Regions from separate parts of the Mus musculus genome. Here region 1 is linked to region 2. The links are chromatin contacts, called in public Hi-C maps. All regions are on one chromosome and are shown on one strand. Each heading gives the region's core, a stretch centred on a gene start, on an enhancer-like site or on the middle of the called end of the contact. The rest is flanking DNA. Distances are from core to core; before and after follow the strand shown. Region 1 overlaps Phc2 (polyhomeotic 2). Region 2 holds the start of Tlr12 (toll-like receptor 12).

Region 1 (2,892 bases), core at 214-2,713, 52 kb after region 2:
ATCCTAGCTACTCTGTACCAGAAAGTAAATAAACAAAAATAAAATTGAGAGGAGGAGGTGGGATAAAGAGAGCGAACCATAGAGCTATCCAGCTTGTCTGTCTCTTCATGTGTGAGCTCTGATAACTTGTGCATTTCCAGGAAATGATCCCTACTGTTGCTTCATTGTCCTTTTGATATCTATGAGAGCTGTCATCTCTGGGTTCGCCCTTCACATCACTCTGGCTAAGTTTTCTGTCTTAGTTTCAAAGACCGGCTTTTCCTTTCGGTGGTTTGCCTGCCATGGTCCCACCCCGTTTGTCTTACCTCCCTCTTATTCCTCTCTTTGTGTTTTGTATTTCATTTGCTCTTTTCTTACTTCTTAAGAAGGAAGCCGATGTTAAAATTCAAGAACTTTCTTTCTGGAATGACTAACAAATGTTTTATGGACCATGCATCCATTTCTCTCATGGGTTTTATATGTGACACTTTTTCATTTTGTTACATTCAAAATAGTTTCTACTTTCCCCTGAGATTTTAGTTTTTGACTCATGAACTATTTTTAAAACACATTGTTTCTCAAATATTAGGGAGTTTCCTAATGGCTCTCTCTTACTGACTTTAAATGTTGTTCTCTCGTGTATTCCTGTGATTTCACTTCTCTTCAAAGTGTGTTTGGGGGACAGGGTCTCACTATGTAACTCTGGCTGGCCTTGAACTCACAGAAATCTGAGTGCTGGGATTAAAGGCATGCACCACTGAGCCCAGCCTATAACATTTTCAATAGTACAGTTATTATAAAGTTCATCTGTTCAGTATCCATATGTCTCAAAAGATCAATTTTACCCTCATTTTGAGAAATATTTTCTGAGTATAGAATTTGAGGCTGACTTTTAATTTGTTTTTGGTTTTCTTCTACAATTTCTTTAAAGATATCTATCAACTGTCAGCAGTGTAATGGTGTGTAAAAAAGCCTGGGTTTTGCTCCCATGTAATATGTCCTTTTTTTCTGAGAATTTTCGGGATTTTCTTGTCATCAGCTGAGCAGTTTGACTGTGAAAGTCCTTGCAGTAATTTTTATCCATGTATTCTGCTTAGCTGGACTTCTTGGGTCTGCAAGTTCATGGCTTTTGTTGAATTTGGAAGCTTTACTGGTTCTGCTCCTTTCCACCAAGGCCTCTCCCTCCTGGAACTGTGATGTGGGGAGCCTTAGGTTGCTCGATAAGGCCATTGACGGGTAGCCCGTGTCTCTCTAGCCTTCCTCCAGTCTCTTTCCTGTGGGGTCATTCCTGTTGCCAAGTCTCCTGATCTGTTGTTACTCTCGTGCGCTTTGCTTTTGTCTTGGCTGTCCTTTCTGGTCACTGGAAGCTGGATTTGGGGTTGCCCTGTCCTCACGATCCTGTGTCTTCTCGCTCCTCAGCACATGGCGGGCAGTTATTAATGTCACTTCCTGAACATGTGGGAGCAATTATTAACGCTGCCTCCTGATCACGTGGGGTGCAGTTACTAATGTTGCTTTAATACCTCATCTGCTAGTTCTCCCACTCCTGGAGTCTCTCACCAACGTCTTTTGTCTGCCTTCTTGTTTTCACTGGGTCCAACGAGCCTTTGTGAATTTGATCTTCCTGTTGCTGACACTTGCTCTATTCCTTTAAATTGTTTTGAAATACAGACGAACACAAGCTGCCCTGCCCTGCCCTGCCCTACCCTGCCCTGCCCTGCCCTGCTCTGTGTGAGCAGGGCCTGCTCCATCTGCTCCTTCCAGGTGGTCTGGAGTTCTCATGTGTGTCTACATGTCCCTCAGCGCTAACCATGACAATCCAGGGAGGCCTGTGTGCACAATTCCAGAGTGTTTTCCTTCCCTCTCCCTCTTTCCCTCCCTCTCCTACCCTCTCCTTTCCTCTTCTCTCTCCCTCCTTCTTTCTCCTCTCCTCTATTTCTACCCTTCTCCCTCCCTCTCCCTCCTCCTTCTCCTCCCTCCTTCTCCATTCCCTCCTTCTCCTCTCCCTCCTTCTCCTCCCTCCTTCTCCTTTCCCTCCTCCTCTCCCTCCTTCTCCTCTCCCTCCTTCTCCTCTCCCTTCTTGTCCTCTCCTTACCCCCCTCCCACTCCTTCTCCCCTCCTCCTCTCCTCTCTCTTGCACTCCTTTCTCCTCTCCTCTCTCTCCCACTCCTTTCTCCTTTCCTCACTCACCTCCTTACAGGTACTCCAGCCATTTTCCCTCCCAGATCGCCATCTTCTCTGCCCAGAGGCTCTCTGAACACCTGTTCCCTCCTCGCACTGTTCCTGGAGGTGCCCCAGGGAGCAGCCTAGTATTTTCCAGGGGTCACTTTGTCTCTTTTTGCTCAGGCATCACAAGCCTGTGTTACCTATCTGCTAATATCTGAAAAACAGTGTTTTCTGTCTTTTATCCAGTTTTCAGTTGTTTATGGAGGAAGGATAAATCATATTCCTCCTCTCCTACCCTCTTGGTAAAAATCTCTAATTTCCACAAGGCTTTATATTTTTTAGATCTAGCACTCACAAGGCCTTGGGTTTAATATCCAGCGCCATGCAAACACATACACACACAGGCACATGTGCACACATACAGAGGCACATGTGCACACATGTACATACACACACACTTTCACTCAATGCATGGTTTTTTAATAATTCATGATGTATATATTTAAATAAACCTATATTTGATACATTAGATGAAGGGAGATTTAGGAGATTTGCATCTTCCCACAACTTCTATCGTATGGTCAGAGACTAAAGCGCGGTTACAGATATTCAAGGGTTCGGAGGGAGTTCAGACTAGGCTCATACCGACCTGACTCTGCCTCCCTGGGAGTCCATGATTGCCAGGAGCGTGAGCAGCTCCCGAGCAATCGACCCTGAAGCTGCCTTGCTCTGTTTAAACCCTCTCGA
Region 2 (3,251 bases), core at 455-2,954:
TGGAGAGCAGGGAAGACCCCAGAAGCATTCTGGGACCCCAGCTTCAGCTTCAGTCCCCCGCCGCTTATAGTCAAGGTCTCCAAGGAAGGAAAGATCGCTGGGGACAGCGTCCAGTGCTCCGTCGTGCCTGAGGCTATATGAAGCTCTAAGCTGGTCAGATACATGGGCAGGAACAATACTGCCGGAGCAGGGAGAGCGGGAAGCTTCAGGCTCAAGGTATGCAGATTCTTTGCTCCCCAGAAGCCAGGCTCTGGGCTCATCCGTATTTGGGTATCTAGCAAGCTAAGGGTGGTCAATGCAGGCAGAGCCGCCAACCAGTTCTTACCCAGGTGAAGCAGGGGGTTTCCATCCAGCTTCAAGGTCTCTAGTTGCTGGAGCTCCTGGAATAGGTATCCCTCCAGGGAAAGCAGCTGGTTGTACCGAAGCAGCAGCTCTCGCAAGTGGGGTAAGCAGGAGAAGGCGGCTGGAGGCAGGATGCGCAACCTGTTGCCTGACAGATCCAGAGTCGTGAGTCCTGACACATCTCCCGTCTCATTCATGCACAGCACGGCGCTCTGCAGTTGGTTTCCGGACAGCTCCAGTCGCTGAAGCCTAGGCATGGCAGTCAGGAAGCCTGGTGGAAGCTTGGTTAGGCCAGTGCTTGAAAGACCCAAGGTCTTCAGGCTGTGGCAGGAAGCCAGAGCCTCCTGAGATATAGATCCTATCTTGCTTTCTTTCACAATCAAGCCCTGCAGCTCAAAGTGGGCAACAGCCTCAGCAGCCAGCTCGGCCGTGGCAGTCTGTGCATACAAGACATCGAGTTTCTGAAGTCCCAGGCCCTTCAGCCACACGGCATCCAGTGGTGTTCTTGTCAGGTCCAGAATCTCCACCTGGAGACCCTGGAGGGACCCAGGACTAGCCATCTTCAGCTTCCAGTTGGATGACAGATCCAACTTCTGCAGGGTCCACGAAACCCTGGAGGAGGAACCTTGCACCAGATCTGGGAACATACCAGCCAGCTCTCCCACGTCCTGAATGCAACTGAGCGTGACACCCAGCCATTGCAGACCGGGAGGCAGGCGGATGCCTGCCTTCTTATCCAGGCAAGGGCCAGAGATATGGAGTCTCTGGAGGGAAATCAGGTCACTGAAGGCATCAGGAGGTAGAAAGAGAGATCTCCTAAGAGGAGAGTCAAAAAAAGAGAGGCTCTGCAACTGTCCCAGACCCCGGAGAGCTCCTGGCAGAAGTTGGGTAAGGTGCAGACTCAGTGCCAGGACCTTGAGACCAGGAAAAGCAGAGAAAGCATCTGGAAGCAGAGTAGACACAGTACCACCGAGGCAGAGCCCCTCCACAGTCCGAGGTACAACTTCCAAGGTCTGTGTCAGGTTGCTCACGGAGAGGCATGCAGCAAGAAAGGATAGCTTGGAATGGCGGCAGAATGTGAAATAGCGGGAGACCAGGGGCAGTCGGGAGCCTTCGGTCACCAGGCAGTTGGAAGTGCTCCACCCAGTTACCAGAGGCAGGGAAAGGAGGAGACCTGGCAGCAGCCAGTACCTGCCCATCTCTACACCAGAGGAATCAGAGCTGAGAGGACTTTAGACTCCTATGCCTCCGGGTTACCAATACTCTCATCCACCTCAGAGTACCTGCAAGGTCCGGGAGCACCGTCAAAGGGCCACTGTGGAAGCCGGGAAGTGAGGAGGCCGACTTGGAGATACTTAGCACTGAGGCTTCGAGGGAGGGGAAATGACACCAGGGCAACGTAGGGGGATGGGGGGGTCTCACTTCCTGTTAGGAGAAAGCAAACAGAGTTTCTTTTCTTGTTGTTGCTTTCTTTTTTATGTGCAGCCCAGGCTGTCCCACGAGCTCAGTTTGTTAAGACTCCTTTTGAACTTCTGATTCTCTTACTTCCACCCCCAGGGCTGGGATGATGGCTGCGCACCACTAGAACAGTCTGCAGTGTGGTTAGACCCCTGGCTTCTGTGCCTGCTACATCCTCACCCCCAACCCCCCTCCACACACACACACACACACACACACACACACACACACACACACACACACACACACACACAAGTAGAGTCTGGTCTGGCTTTGCACAGTCCTCAAGTAAAACACCTCTTCTCTTCTGAGCCTGTGTTCTCTTCTGTCCAAGTAGACTAACTCCCGTTTGCTTGATTGCTCTGTAGGATTGCTGCAAACACAGATTTAGATCAGCTGGGGTTTTCTCCTTGTTAGTTTCATTATGACTTCCTTTCTTTACTGACCCCCCTGGAGTTCTTGGGTTAAACACAAATGGGGATGTTTTATAAGCAAAATAATATATCAACACGATGTTGTCATGGCATTTGACCTGAGAAGACTGGATGTAGGGAGGGCTCCAGCCCTGCTCTCAGACACTGGGGCAAGAAAAGAAAGGCCTTTACCTTGACCTGAACTGCCAGGACAGGGCTGGGACCTAAGTGGGAAGAGAAAGAGAAAGAAAGGAGCTTTGTGGTCACCTCAAACTATGAAGCAAAGCACTGGACACAGATCAACATCTGTTCATGATTTGAAAAACTAACAGACTCAGAGAGAAGAAAATCCTGTTAACATCAAATGACATAGCTTGCCAAGACCTATAAAAGAGTATCGTTCTCAGCACCTCTGACTTACAGCCGGGAAGGAGACAACTGCATTTCTGCTGAGTGTTAGAATGGAGGCGGGAGAATGGCCAAACTGACAGGAACGGCAAAATTAAAGGTACTAAAGGAGAAACACAACGGCCACAAGGGCAGGACGCTGGGATGCCTGCATGGGAAACCCAAGAATTTCTAAAAAGAAAAGTCAAAAAACAAAAGGATAGTTAGCAAAGATGGTTAGGTCAGGTTTCTTAAAATTTTTCTAATATGCCTGTATGTTAGTCAGTGTTAATATACAGAACAAACATGTTCGAATTAAGATGTTCCTACGAAGCCGGGCTTGGTGGCACACGCCTTTAATCCCAGCACTCGGGAGGCAGAAGCAGGTGGATTTCTGAGCTCGAGGCCAGCCTGGTCTACAAAGTGAGTTCCAGGACAGCCAGGGCTACACAAAGAAATCCTGTCTCGAAAAAACAAAACAAAAAAAAGTTCCTAAAATTTTAATATGCAAAAAGACTAAGCATGAGGGGTTAGGAGGCAGGCTTGCAAGGCATTGACGGGTAGTCCAGGAGCCCAGACAGGATTAGCAGCTGTAAGAGAGGACAGGCCCATGAGTGACAGAGCCCTGGAGGAGCATTGAAGAGCTGCAAC

Evidence for each region. Hi-C and Micro-C count contacts between places; a contact is called where the count stands out from the background.
Region 1: a contact with region 2 is called in a Hi-C map of uterus, with 3 times the contacts expected there. The contact joins the enhancer-like site here to the promoter of Tlr12 in region 2. A contact is called at or near these places in 11 of 39 promoter capture datasets (the HPC-7 cell line, embryonic stem cells, frontonasal cranial neural crest and 6 more), 1 of 15 datasets of contacts at CTCF or cohesin (the NIH/3T3 cell line), 17 of 484 Hi-C or Micro-C datasets (B cells, the C2C12 cell line, bone marrow-derived macrophages and 9 more), 11 of 115 datasets of contacts at active chromatin or transcription factors (the HPC-7 cell line, T-cell acute lymphoblastic leukemia, bone marrow-derived macrophages and 6 more) and 4 of 9 other capture datasets (adipose tissue, liver, macrophages and 1 more).

The regions. Positions count from the first base shown.
Region 1 is chr4:128,669,293-128,672,184 of GRCm38.p6, forward strand. All of the region lies in intron 1 of Phc2 (polyhomeotic 2), which reads left to right. Among named protein-coding and RNA genes, the nearest start is that of Phc2, 16 kb to the left of the region's middle. Within about 2 kb of position 1,464, at least 38 of the 459 cell types and tissues checked have an H3K27ac peak or open chromatin away from gene starts, as enhancers often do. A contact at or near this core is called in nephron progenitors, pancreatic islet, second pharyngeal arch cranial neural crest and 1 more, where this site is marked.
Region 2 is chr4:128,616,915-128,620,165 of GRCm38.p6, forward strand. It overlaps Tlr12 (toll-like receptor 12), which reads right to left and starts at 1,705. Exons shown (of 1, transcript NM_205823.2): 1 at 1-1,705. The coding sequence starts at 1,541.